Regions from separate parts of the Mus musculus genome. Here regions 1 and 2 are each linked to region 3. The links are chromatin contacts, called in public promoter capture Hi-C maps. All regions are on one chromosome and are shown on one strand. Each heading gives the region's core, a stretch centred on a gene start, on an enhancer-like site or on the middle of the called end of the contact. The rest is flanking DNA. Distances are from core to core; before and after follow the strand shown. Region 1 holds the start of Car15 (carbonic anhydrase 15). Region 2 overlaps Crkl (v-crk avian sarcoma virus CT10 oncogene homolog-like). Region 3 holds the start of Smpd4 (sphingomyelin phosphodiesterase 4).

Region 1 (4,732 bases), core at 1,740-4,239, 220 kb before region 3:
ATCTTCAGACCAGGTCCCCAGGGCTGACAGGAGTATATGATTGCTTACGGATAGTCTGCCCCATGTCTGAGCCCACAGACCATCTGCTGCAGACATCCCTCTGCAGAGGGCCCTTGCCCCCTCTACCCATTGCTAAGGACATCAGGAAGTTCGTCATGCCTCCAGCAAGTCCTAAGTGCTGGGCGCTGGGCAGCCATGCTCCAGAGCAACAATTGGGAATTGTGTTGGTGCCAGGCCACCCAAAAGAGCCCTAAGGACCACACAGCAGTGCCTCAGGAGACTGCACAGACTGGAACTTACGTGGGGACCAAATGGCTGTTGGGGTTGAGATTAGGAGGCCCAGTGGAGAGGGTGACCTAAAGTGGACTGGTGCTACAGAGGTAGGCTTGTCAGGCCTGTGGGGTCCGTCCCCCATGCCTTAGGGGTGCATGGAAGGCCTCTGTTGGGGGCTGTTTAGACTATTGCTATTCCAGTTCCAAGCACTGGAGTCTGCCAGATCTCACTGGTGAATAATCCCAAATCCAAGATTTGATGAGGTTTGTGTGTTCTTTACCCATCCCGCAAGGCCCCAGAGGGACAGGCTCCTAGGAGGCCCCTTTCCCAGGACTGCCTTGCCACTCTTCTGAGGCCAGGTGCCCTCTGACCTGCCTTGAAGTGGAATTTGATACTGTACATTGTCTCAATGCCTGTTTTTACATATTCCTTTCATTAAAGGTTTTAGTTTGGGTGTATTTTTTTGGTCAGGTTGGCATTGATCCTTTCTTAAGATGCTGTGAGAACCATTTCATCCAATGCCAAATAAACTTGTGTTATGGAAAAAGCATGGTCAGTTCTTGCTGTGGCCAGCCCCTCGACAGGGCTCTCCTAAGTTTTCAGCCCTTACAGGCATCCAGTTGGCTTCTGACACCCCTTGGTTGAGGACCAGATGGCTGAGCTTGGAGCCTCTGGAGGGTGCATGGCAAGGGGCCACACTCCTCTGAAGTTACACTACAGTCAATGCCAGGGCTGGTATATCCCCGTTACTAGTGTCCAGTGCAGGGAGGGCGCTGGACTTCATCTCTGACCATCCAGGTGGCTGTAAGCAGCTCCTTCCAGCAGGAGCTGCAGCTTGGAGGGTAGCGATTGGCAACTTACACCCAGGACTGGGCTGTTCAATGCCTTTTCCTACAGGGCTGGAAAGGCTTGAGTCCTCTGAGAAGATTTCAATCTATAAAAAATTGGATGATCTTGTCTTTCCAGAAGTCCTAAGATGCTAAAGACTTGCATAGCCTATTGCCTTGGGCTGAGGCCTCTCCTGAAAAGAGGGGGTTACACCCACCCACTATGGCACTCAGCCTGCTGGGGGTGAGAAGCAGAAAAAGCATTTACTATCATTTCTGTGAGACACCAGGATTCTTGATAGCAATGTTTGCGTGCGTGTGGGGTGTGTGTGTGTGTTATCCAGATCTCAAGAGGAAAGGAGACGTAGGGAAGGAGAGAGGGTTTTTCTGCCATGCTTTGGAGGAAAAGGGACACAGCAACCATGTAAGATCTGGGCAGTGAGGGCCTGTGGCCGGGTTGCCAAAGATGTCTGGCAGGGGCTAAATAGAACAAGCCACTAAGTTTAGGGCGGAAGGAGAGATGGAGATAATAAATTGGAAAGGGCATGCATTCCCAGGCAGGAGAGATTTGTGCTTAACAGGCAAGTTAAAGTAACAAGGCTGAGTGTGTGTCTTTTGTCCTCGGATTCTAGGGTCCCAGGAGTGGGCTGGTAATGCAATCCCCTCCTGGAGCAAAGGTGGGTAGAAAAGGAAGCCAGCTTAGGGCTTGGTTTTGAGGATCCTGGAGCTAAGCCTGGTGGAACAAAAGGGAGCCAGGAGTGGCTGGTGGCGCAGCGGGCCCCCCCCCCCCCGCCCCGCAATCCCAGGCAAGGTGGTAGCATGTTTTTTAAAACTACACACAACAAAGGTGTGCACCTCCATGCCCCACACAATATTTTAATTTTTATAGTTTTTGTGTGTTTGTGCATGAGTTTATGTATTTGCACCCCATACATGCAAGAGCCCTTATTGGTCAAACTCAGGAACCAGACTTTCAGCTGTAATCAAGTTCACTGTCCTAACTCAGAAGGGCCAGTAACTACAGCAGGCTGTCACAAAGGCTGGCAAGGGGTTGGGTTAAGAAGGATCTGCTGAGGCCTTTGGTGGGGACAGGAGCTTCATTCTACCCTCAACACATCTGAAGCAGGGTGCCTGGGGCTCTGCCAACACTGCCCTTTCCTCCCTGTCCTCTCTTCAAGGAAGAGCCTGGTCCTCCAGCAGTGCTGAGGGAGAATCCAAGGAGACATGCTAAGCAAGTACTCTTCCACTAAGCTATACCATGGGAAAGAGATGCTGAGAACTGGAATACTGAGAGGGGCAGCCCTCCAGCCCACTCCCTGGTAGTCATTGTTCAGCCTAACCTGCTCAGACATGGTGCCCATGTGCAGAAGCACATCAGGAAGCCAAGGAGGCACAGACACTTCCCTCCAGAGTGCCAGGGACTTGAGCCACTGTAGTATCCCCACCACAGGAGGGCTGCAGCTTCTCCTGAGACCTTTGTCTTTGGGAGGGTAGTCCTCAGACGAGCATCAATAGGAAGGCTGATGTGGACCTGGACTTGGAACGGGTTGGAATCTCAAACTTGTAGCATGAGAAAGAACAGCCATGCCTCCTAGCCTAAGTCTTGGGCAGTAGGATCCAATGTGCCCTCACCTCTTGAACTAATTTCTTTGACGGTGGTTTCGGCATGTCACTCCTGGTCTCTGTTACTCATTTTCACTGCTGTAAGAGTAATAACCAGACGCCCTTCGGGAGAAATGCCAACAGTTACACTGGCTGCAGCAGCTCTGAAGTTTAGGCTCCAGCCCACCTCCATTCCTAGTGGCTCTACCTGGGCTCCACCTACTCTAGCCTCACCTCAGCATGTCCACAGGGCTTATCCAGACCTCTAGTTCACCTACCAATGAATGCAGAGCAGCCTTCTAAGTAGCCTGGCTGTACATTCCTCATCCACTTTGCAGTTCTCCGGAGTCAGCCACTGCAGCATCATGTGGGCCCTGGACTTCTTGCTCAGCTTCCTCCTTATACAACTGGCGGCACAGGTGGACTCCAGTGGTGAGCACCAAGGCTCTGCCTGACACCACCTACCTACCAGTGATGGGGCAAGTTTGGGAGGAGACGCACTGACAAGGGAACAGCCTCTACTGGCTAACCTGTCTCCATTCCTGGACTGGGGTCAAGATGGAACTTTATAAAGAACCACAGTGGTCCCCTGCCTCCTGTCTACAGGTACCTGGTGCTACGACTCCCAAGACCCAAAGTGTGGTGAGAACAGTTGTAACAGGCTATGTGGATCTGTCTGGTCTCTGTCAGCTCCTGTGCTCCAAAGAACTGGACACTGTGATTCTGTGTGTCTGCTGTCAGGGTCTGTGAGTCTATGGGTGTGGCTAGATCATGTGTGTGTTGGGATGGTCCCCAGCATGAGTATGCAGCCGTGTCCCAGACCCTCCTACCTTATCTCTCTGTGGGCCAGTATGCTTGCAGACTTATAAGTCAGATGGGTGCTGCTGCAGCCAGGTGTGTGGAGGGCAGAGGGAGGGCATCTGGGTATATGGAATCCCTCGTTGTACTCCCAGACTTGCCTTTGAGACCCCTGCTGCAGACACTAGTCCTTCTTTTCTCAGGCCCTGCCCACTGGAAGGAACTAGCACCTGCCTGTGGGGGCCCAACCCAGTCCCCTATCAACATTGACCTTCGATTGGTCCAGCGGGACTACACTCTTAAGCCCTTCATCTTTCAAGGCTATGATTCAGCCCCTCAAGATCCTTGGGTCCTGGAGAACGATGGCCACACAGGTCAGCATCATAAGGTTGAGACTGCCACACAGAAGCAGGACTCCATACAGCTTACAGGAACCTCACCCATACACAGGGATGAGGACCCACAGACGAGCTGAGACACCAGCTTCTCAAAAGAGCTCACTACCCCCCAACACACAACACAAATGGGCTAACCAGCTATAAAAATGGGATACGCAGACGAGTCCAAATCCTCGTGGACAAAGCAGAGGAGGCTCTACACACGATGTAGGGAGGTGGCAGGGGACCCTCTATAAATGAAGCTAGCCATGACCCCTGAGGACAGTCAGTTCATGTCCAGATGCCAAGATGCTGGAAAGAAGTCAAGGTCCTCATAACTGAAACTGCTAGTGACAGTGTTATTCCTACCCTGGGGAGTCTGCTGGTGAGGAAAACTCTCATGTGCTCCCTGCCTTCAGTGCTACTTCGAGTAAATTCCTGTCAGCAGAACTGCCCAGCCATCCGAGGGGCTGGGCTCCCGTCACCAGAGTACCGGCTACTGCAGCTGCACTTCCACTGGGGCAGCCCAGGGCACCAAGGCTCCGAGCACAGCCTGGATGAGAAGCATGGCTCTATGGAGGTGGGTTCAGGGTGGACCAGAAGGAAGACAGGCGTAGGGAGCAGAGAGCAGCTGGTCACTACCTTTGTTCTGTATCCCCTAGATGCACATGGTCCACATGAACACAAAGTACCAGAGCATGGAGGATGCACGGAGCCAACCAGATGGGTTTGCTATACTGGCTGTGCTGTTGGTGGTGAGGAAGGGGCTGTGGCCCCGTACATGTTTCCAGAAACAGGGACTTGGAGTTGTGTGGAGGGACCAGGGATCTTCAGCTCTGAAAGACTTAGAGAACT
Region 2 (4,334 bases), core at 336-2,835, 140 kb after region 3:
CTGGAACTCTGGAGATCCTCCTGCCTCTGCCTCCTGGGTGCTGAGTTTAAAGGCATGAATGACTCGACCACCACCTGGTTCACGTTTGGCTTTTCACATGGGTTTTGAGAAACAAACCAAAGTCTTTACGCTAGTGCAGCAAGTGCTTTACAGAGTGACCTGTCTCCACAAGCAAACAAAATCCTTTAAAGAACAATTAATTTTGATTTATAAGTCAATGATAAGATTTACCAACTGAAAGGTTTTTTTTTTAATCAAAAATGTGAGAAGCAGATCTCTTTTGAGTTCCAGGCCAGCCAGGACTATACAAGTGAGACCTTGTGGAGAACCTGAGGTAGCAAGATGGCTTAATAGATATAACACTTGCCAGACATGTTCAAGTACTATCCCCAAAACCCACATGGTAGAAGAAAGAACCACCAATAATTTCAAGCTGTTCTTAGACACACACACACACACACACACACACACACACACACACACACACACACACACACACGAGTAAAAGAAGACAAGCACTTTCCCCACTGAACTAAATTCCCTGATATCTGAAGGATTTTCTAAAGACACCTTTTTAGAGGAATAATGGATATGATGGTCCATCCCTTTAATTCTAGTACTCAAGATGCTAATGCAGGAGGACTGCTTATCTTGAGACCATCCTGAGTTCCTGAGAGCCTGTATTAACAGATATACCTATTCTTTTGGCAGTCATGTCTCACAATGTTTATGTAGCCCAGAATGGCCTAGAATACACCATGTAACCCAGGCTAGCCTTGAACTTTTAATCCTCTTACTTCAGCCTCTAAGGCTGTGATTACAAGTGTATTTCAACATCCAGGGATCATTTTTACTTTTGACATGGTAGTGTGATCACAAGGGAAAAAAGCATCTCTGGCACTAAAGAAATAGAAAAAAATAAAATTTCTAAAAATGAGCTGCTACAAATGAGAACTGATATAAGATTCAAGACAGAAAAAAAGGTGGGGGTGCTGGAGAGATGGCTTAGTGGTTAAGAGCACTGACTACTCTTCCAAAGGTCCCGAGTTCAAATCCTCACAACCACACGGTGGCTCACAACCATCTGTAATGAGATCTGAAGTCCTCTTCTGGTGTCTGAAGACAGCTACAGTGTACTCACATATAATAAATAAATAAATCTTAAAAAAAAAAGATTCAAGACAGAAGTCTAAAGACGGGGGCACCTGTACTGCTGCCTATTTGACTAGGACTCAAAACACAGCAAGGCCTACTTCAAAAACAAGAATTAGAGCCTGGTCAGTCCTCGTGAAAAATAAGGGCCCTGGACATTCACACGGCAGCCCAGCAGAGGTCCTTCAGAATGTGAGGACTAATGAATCTTAGGGCAAAGCTGCACGTAGCTGGGATGGGACAGAGGTGAGGGAAAGCAGCCTTATACTGAGAAGCTGTGCAAGGACCTTGTATGGCCCTCTAGGGTGAGTCAGGTGCTTCTGTATGCACACGTGGAGAGGACCAACCAGAAACTGCTGGCTACTCACTCACTGCAATTTATGATTACCTCTGAGACTGAACACTGTAACCAGTGCTACTGTGAGGCATGGTTTTCTGTCTTCAAAGATAGTGTGCCGCCAAGGGCCAATATTCAGTAAGTCTTCCCTGATCTTACAAAGTCTGTATGCATACTTTTTAATCTTTTAATCTCAACCCTCCCCCAAGTGGTAAACCCCTCCTCCCAGAACTTGGCTGACTCCTCCTTAGTGGTTCTTTTATAATCACCATCTGCATTAAAATAAAAGCCAAGAGAACTTCCTGTCCGGTCTGGGTCTTTTACCCAGGCTGGCTGAGCTGCTTCTGCCTTGTTTGTGTGTTCCTTTGTGACAGTGAGATTATTCTAACACACTAAATCTCATTATGCCTGGCATACTGCTTCATCTTAGCAAGCAAAAGTAGTAAAGAAGAAATTGCTATTGTAAGCTACACATGGTAGTACATTGCTGTGAGACAGGAGGATCCTCAGAAATGCAAGGCAAAGCTGGAGGAGAGGGAGGGACATAGTGAATTTAGAGTATCCTGGCTATATAGCACTACCCTGTCTAAAACAGTTACAACACTGTTAATGTGAATTAACCAATGAAAGAAAACCAACTGACCAAAATAGAAATCTGAGAATTTGAGCCATTCAGTGAAAGGAACTTGCACAATAGGCTTTGAGAAATCTAATTCAAAGGACTCAACGATGAGATATAATTCAAATAATTGGGAGTTCACATCATTGGGCAGCTCTCAACTGCCTGCAACTCCACCTTTAGGGGATCTAACACTTCTGGCTGCTGAGGATGCCTGCACATATATGGTTCACATACACATATTCAAGCACATACAAATACACATTAAATAACTGAATCTTTAAGGGGGTGGCACAGGGGATCCAAGAAGAAATTCCAATATAATCATGTATGACCTCCAGTGGGAGTAAAGAGCATTAAGAATGCTAGTGAGAGCTGGGCGTGGTGGCGCACACCTTCGATCCCAGCACTCGGGGAGGCAGAGGCAGGTGGATTTCTGAGTTCGAGGCCAGCCTGGTCTACAAAGTGAGTTCCAAGACAGCCAGGGCTATACAGAGAAACCCTGTCTCAAAAAGCCAAAATAACAACCCCTGCCGCCCTCCCCCCCATAAAAAGAATGCTAGTCAGCTCAAAGATGACGGAGAATCATAAAAAGACCATGACAAACCTGGAATGGTGGTGGATTTGTGTAATCCCATCACTTGGTAGACAGAGGCAGAAGGATCAAGAACTTCAGGTCTATACAAGAGTTATACAATGAATTTAAGTCCAACTAGGCTACATAAGATCCTGTCTCAAAAATAAATAAATAAATAAATAAATAAATAAATAAATAAATAGTACATGAGCTGGAGACATCAGACAGTGGTTCAGAGCACTGGCTGCTGTTCCGAAGGACCCAGGTTCAAGTCTCACAGTCAGTTCACAACCATCTGTGACTCCAGTTCAAGATCTGACACCTTCTGACCTCTTCCAATAACAGGTTCAGATGTGGTGCACACACATACATGCAGGCAAAACAAAAATACACATAAACAAAAATAAAAAATTTAAAACTGAGACACCAAAGATAAAAAGGATGGACTGAAGCCTGGGCAAATATACTTGCAAGCAGAGTAGGGGTCCAAGACTGTTCTGTCACAGACAAAGTACACCAGAAGAGAGTGGCAGACTTAAGCAAGGTCAAGTCTTTTCGTTTGTGCCAAATAGATAAATTCTATAGATGTGCTTAAAATCAACCTGGACAAAATGCCAGAAGAGATTAGTGAACAAAAGATATCAGAGGAGAAGCTGCACAGAAGACCTTAGTATAAATATCTGTTTCTTTTAAAAATCGCTTTGTGAGGGGATAGTATAAGATATTACTTAGCACACACAAAGACTTGGGTTTGATTCCTAGTACTGTATAAACCAGGAGTGCAGGCTAGTCTTATGTCAACTTGACAGAAGCTGAGTCATCTGAGAGGAGGCAACCTCAATTAAGACAATGCCTCCCTAATATAGGGCTGTAGTCAAACCTGTAGGGCACTTTTCTTTTCTTTTTTTAAAGATCTATTTATTTTATGTATATGAGTACACTGTAGCTGTACAGATGGTTGTAAGCCATCATGTGGTTGCTGGGAATTGAACTCAGAACTTCTGCTCACTCTGGCCCTGCTCGCTCCAGCCCAACAAAGTGAGTTCCTGGACAGCCAGGGCTATACAGAGAAACCCTGTCTCAAAAAACCAAAAAAAAAAAAAAAGATTTATTTATTATTATAATATGTAAGTATACTGTAGCTGTCTTCAGACACACCAGAAGAGGGCATCAGATCTCATTACAGATGGTTGTGACCCACCAAGTGGTTGCTGGGATTTGAACCCAGGACCTTCGGAAGAGCAGTCAGTGCTCTTAACCACCGAGCCATCTCTCTCTAGCCTGGGAATTTTCTTAATTAGTGATTGATGGGGGAGGGCTCAGACCATTGTGGGTGATGCCAGCTATGGGCAGGTGGTCCTGGGGTCTACAAGAGAGCAGGCTGAGGAGTAAGACAGTAAGCAGTATTCTTCCATAGGTCCATAGCATCAGCTCCTGCCTCCAGGTTTCTGCCCTGTTTGAGTGCCCGTCCTCATGTTTTTGAAGGCTTTTGTTCACTACAGTGTCCCAGGTTCTTGTCTGTTAATTAATTCTGTTGAAGGGTCAGTGGAGTTAGACATTGTAGAAAGTCAAAATACCTGTGAGATGTTGGACTAAGCTCTAAGGAATCATTACAACTTAATTTCTCCTCAATTTTGCAAAGTCTATTC
Region 3 (4,198 bases), core at 491-2,990:
AAGAACCAACTACAGTACAATGTCAGTGGACTTTAAGACATAGAGCATAGCTTAGCAAGAATTCAAGACCTCAAAGAAACTGGATTCTGGCAGCATCTTGAATAAGCCTGGAATCATATTCTTCCCTAGAGCCTGAAGATTAAAGCAAGTCTTGATCTGGACCTTCTAATACCCTAGTGCCTGCCTGAACTGGTCACTATGTGACTATGGGAAAACAAACACAAAGGGGGCTAGGTAAAGCACCACTAGGAAATACATCTTCACAGCCCACAAGGCTGATGCAAATCAGGAAACAAGGGTAAAAAACAGCAAAAGACTTCTCAGCACCCACCTAGCAATCAGCAGAGCCAAGAGTCTAGCAAACTCCTTACAAATCTCGTGTCTGTAAGAGAAGGGTGAAGCAAGTAATGTGTGCTTCTTGCGACAAATGAAGAAGTTCTATGAAGGAAGAATTTGAACTCACCACCAAAAATTAGGCATAGCCCTGCAGCTTCCTACCTCCCAGTGCCTATGGTAAGAAACACAAAACAATCAAGAGCTGGAAAGAGCAGAGAGCCTACTGTGTGCCACCGATGGACTAGTGATAGCTTTTCTGTCTCAGCCCTGCTCACTACAGGAGAAAAGGTGCTAAGCTGGCAATGCCAGTCTGCAAGGAGAGAAGCCAGACAGTAGGAGTTTAAGGCAGTTGTGGTTTTGAAAGACCACCAATCTTTGCCATGTGGCAAGAGAAACAATTCTTAGGTTTTGGGTTTTGTTTTGTTTTTTTTTTTCCAATTCTTAATTCAGTCTCAGTGTTAAGGAAAACTGAAAATGTTTCAGTCCTGACCTACATTGCAAACTACCATGAAATGATCAGGGCAGCATAAAATTGTGGACTACTCGATAAGGGCAGAGATCTAAAGGAGACAAGAAGTCAACTCTCTCCTCAGAAGAAGCAGACAGTTGAAAAATCAGAGATGTCTAACGAAGGTCTTTCCACGATTCCACGAATAGGGCAACGACACTGATACTCTTGCTTTTAGGCCCTGTCACCCACGCCCGAAGCCAGCGTGCATGCAGTGCCGAAGGCCTTTGCTTCGGTCGACCCCTCAAAGTCCACTTTCTTCAAGAACTGCTTGCGACTGTTTTTGAGGTTTCTAATGACTACGAACTCCAGCCAAGCTTAGCGCGCCACTGTCAAGAACTCCCTCGGCTGACTCTGAGAAGCTGCGGCGTGCCCTCATTTGTTGATCACAACTTCCTATACCTCCAAAGTTTCGAGACTACCCTATTACATTACAGAGGAGGAAACTGAGGCTCGGGAAAGTCGCAAGGTAGAACCTAAACCCACAACGAGTTCTACTACCAAACATCGCTAGCTGAGCCCAAGGTTCAACTTTCCCTCCAAGTCCCCCTCCCTCAACTCTCACATCGAGCGTTCATCCACCCCCTACCCGGACCGTCTGCGAGGACCACGCAGGAAGGCGGCAGAAAGCCATGACCCTGGAGAGCGGCGTGAGGTTGCAGCCGGGCCCTGGGCTCCCGGCCGGCCCCGTACAGGCCGAGCTGTCGGGAGGCCCAAGTCCCCCACAGCTCGAGGAGGAACGGAGCCAGCCTCGGCGGGGACCCGAGAAAACCGCACGGTGCTGGGCTGCCTCGCGCGCGGCTCCCGCCACTCACCTGCCGTGCTGATAGCACAAATCTCGAGCTTCTCAGAGAAGGGAGCCGCCATTCGGACACTCGGCGCCTAATGTCGTCATCAAGCTGCGCCGGGTGCCACGCCCCCTTAGTTTGGCGGGAATCCGAGAGGATCAAAGTAAGGTCTGAAATACAGAAGACAACAGGAATACGCGTCTAGAAAAATAGATATAGGCAAGACTTTTCAACACTGTACTTCACTGACACAGAAATAGCCTGGAGAATTAAAATGGGACTACATGAAATGAAAAGTTTCTAGAAAGAGGTTGTTGCCCTGGTGACACACGCTTTTAATCCATGCGTTCTGGAGGCAGAGGCAGGCAGATCTCTTGAGTTCAAAGCCAGAGGTTCAAGATAGCCAGGATTACACAGAGAAACCCTGTCTTGAAAAGACAAACAATCAAGCAATCAATAATTGAAACTTCTTTGAAAGAATTCTTCCTGGTTAAGAACCAACAAATATACAAGTACACAAATAACACCCCCACCCCCAATAAACCAGGTGTTGGTGGCAGCACACGCCTTTAATCCCATCACTAGGGAGGCAGAGGCAGGCAGGCAGATCTCTGTGATTCTGAGGCCAGCTTGGTCTTCAGGGTGAGTTCTAGGACAATCAGGGCTACATAAACCCTGTCTCGAAAACAAAACAAAAATCCTCATACTTCTTAAGCTAATAAAAATTTTAAAAGTTGTTTTTTTAGAGCCCTTAAAGAGTGCTTCAAGGAAGAAACCTGCACAAAATAGATAAGTACATGCAATCCTAAATACCCATCATCCAACAGGATTTACCAAGTACCCAGCATATGCCAGGCACGGTTCTGGGTGCTGCTACCTAAATCCGTCTATCAGGGATCTGATCGTCAGGCAGCGGACAGCTTTCCACCACACCATTCCCATGGCTAACATACTGCCCTATTCACATTAAGCACTCAGAACAAGTCAAGCAAGTATGTAAAAACCTCTCGGGATGCTTGCCCTGGGTTGTTGGAGCCGCTACAGACTGGGAGCTGCAGGGCCTGGCAAGGAAAGAGGTGGCCAGTAGCTGGCGCTGTGGAGGCTCCTCACCTGCTAGACTGCAGCGAATTCTGCAGGGTGGAAGGGAATTGGGGTGGGGAGTGGTGGTCAGGGGAAGAGGCGGGAGAGGGAAGTGGAGGAGGTACGCGGGCCCAACACTCACCTTTTTCAGGGTGCTCGACTGACAGAGGCTAGACTCAGGGCTTTCACAGGTCTGGGGGAGGCCACGCTGCAAAAGCTGGGCATGAAGGGAAAAAGGTGCTGAGCACCAAGGAGATGGGCTGCATGGACTTGGGCAGGTTGCAAGTCCCTGCAGACACGCCTGCTTTGGAACTCTTCCAAATCTCATCTGCTACTCTGAAAAAGCCCCACCACAGCACGATACATACTCTGTCCATGTTCTCTCTCTCTCTCTCTCTCTCTCTCTCTCTCTCTCTCTCTTCCTCTCTTGTCCCAAATATTTATATTTATTTTTCTGTTCCCATACCTTTCCTTTTCTTTTTCTTTTTTGTTTTTTCGAGACAGGGTTTCTCTGTGTAGCCCTGGCTGTCCTGGAACTCACTCTGTAGACCAGGCTGGCCTCGAAGTCAGAAATCTGCCTGCCTCTGCCTCCCGAGTACTGGGATTAAAGGCATGTGCCACCACCACCCAGCTCCCCACTTTATTTTTGTTGTTGTTGTTTTGTTTTGGTGTTGTTGTTTTATGGGTTTTGTTTTGTTTCTTTTCTGGAACTCACTATGTAGACCAGGCAGGCTTCAAACTCTGCCTTCAGGGTGATGGGATTAAAGGCTAGGTTTTCAGGACCATGACCCAGATAGCCACAGTGGACAAGTCTTGGACAAGTCTTGGAACAGGTCTGCCCTGAATGCCACAGGACTCACTGAATACTGCATTTGTTTTTGGCAGACTTGCTGAATCTTACCCTGGCTCCCCTCGCCTCCTTCCTGACGTGTGTGCTCAGTAGCAGCTAATGACTTTGTGTCCATGTCTCTGCCTACATCAGGGACCTGAGGTCAGAGGTAAGCCTTTTGCTCCTTCCTGGCTGTGGCTAGGGGGTTGCAGTTCAACTCAGCATGTATAGGCGAGCCTATCTGTGGGTCTCCACCCTGGGTCTGCAAACCCATCTACCTTCTGGGGCTCTAGTTGGCCTCGCCTCAGGGAGTGTACTGTTGGATCAAGGACTGGTCCAAACAGACTAGGGTCTGTTTGCCTAACTCCTCCCCACCTCTTCATCATGCCTTCTTCTACAGCCATAGGAATAAAGAGGACTTTGGTCCTTGCCCTGACATTACATCTTCAGGACAGCACTCTGAGAACAGGGCAGGCAACCCCTTACCTGTACCTCTCCCAGGCCCAGGTCCAGCTCCTACCCACACAGCAGGTCAGGCTACACACCTCCTATATTTCTATTATATGAATTGCAGTACTAGAGCCACCTGACTGCCTTGGGACAGAATAGAGACCTGAGGTTGCAGAATAGCTCCATGCTTAGCTGTGAAGGTTTCAC

Evidence for each region. Promoter capture Hi-C pulls out the DNA fragments that hold promoters and counts their contacts.
Region 1: a contact with region 3 is called in a promoter capture Hi-C map of stem cell-derived epiblast-like cells, with 2.6 times the contacts expected there. The contact joins the promoter of Car15 here to the promoter of Smpd4 in region 3. A contact is called at or near these places in 15 of 39 promoter capture datasets (the 3T3-L1 cell line, the C10 cell line, the HPC-7 cell line and 10 more), 1 of 15 datasets of contacts at CTCF or cohesin (the NIH/3T3 cell line), 1 of 484 Hi-C or Micro-C datasets (the HPC-7 cell line) and 3 of 9 other capture datasets (adipose tissue, embryonic stem cells and pancreatic islet).
Region 2: a contact with region 3 is called in a promoter capture Hi-C map of neural stem cells. The contact joins the enhancer-like site here to the promoter of Smpd4 in region 3. A contact is called at or near these places in 10 of 39 promoter capture datasets (the 3T3-L1 cell line, the C10 cell line, the SN4741 cell line and 7 more), 1 of 15 datasets of contacts at CTCF or cohesin (pro-B cells), 10 of 484 Hi-C or Micro-C datasets (B cells, the C2C12 cell line, Sertoli cells and 5 more), 4 of 115 datasets of contacts at active chromatin or transcription factors (the SCID.adh cell line, bone marrow-derived macrophages and embryonic stem cells) and 4 of 9 other capture datasets (adipose tissue, liver, macrophages and 1 more).

The regions. Positions count from the first base shown.
Region 1 is chr16:17,836,443-17,841,174 of GRCm38.p6, reverse strand. Car15 (carbonic anhydrase 15) reads left to right here and starts at 2,989. Exons shown (of 8, transcript NM_030558.2): 1 at 2,989-3,134; 2 at 3,309-3,344; 3 at 3,704-3,874; 4 at 4,297-4,457; 5 at 4,540-4,632. The coding sequence starts at 3,068. It overlaps Dgcr2 (DiGeorge syndrome critical region gene 2), which reads left to right. Exons shown (of 10, transcript NM_010048.3): 10 at 1-820.
Region 2 is chr16:17,475,947-17,480,280 of GRCm38.p6, reverse strand. The region is part of intron 2 of Crkl (v-crk avian sarcoma virus CT10 oncogene homolog-like); the gene reads right to left. Among named protein-coding and RNA genes, the nearest start is that of Aifm3, 14 kb to the left of the region's middle. Within about 2 kb of position 1,585, at least 16 of the 459 cell types and tissues checked have an H3K27ac peak or open chromatin away from gene starts, as enhancers often do. A contact at or near this core is called in the SCID.adh cell line and neural stem cells, where this site is marked.
Region 3 is chr16:17,616,896-17,621,093 of GRCm38.p6, reverse strand. It overlaps Smpd4 (sphingomyelin phosphodiesterase 4), which reads right to left and starts at 1,740. Exons shown (of 19, transcript NM_001164610.1): 1 at 1,660-1,740.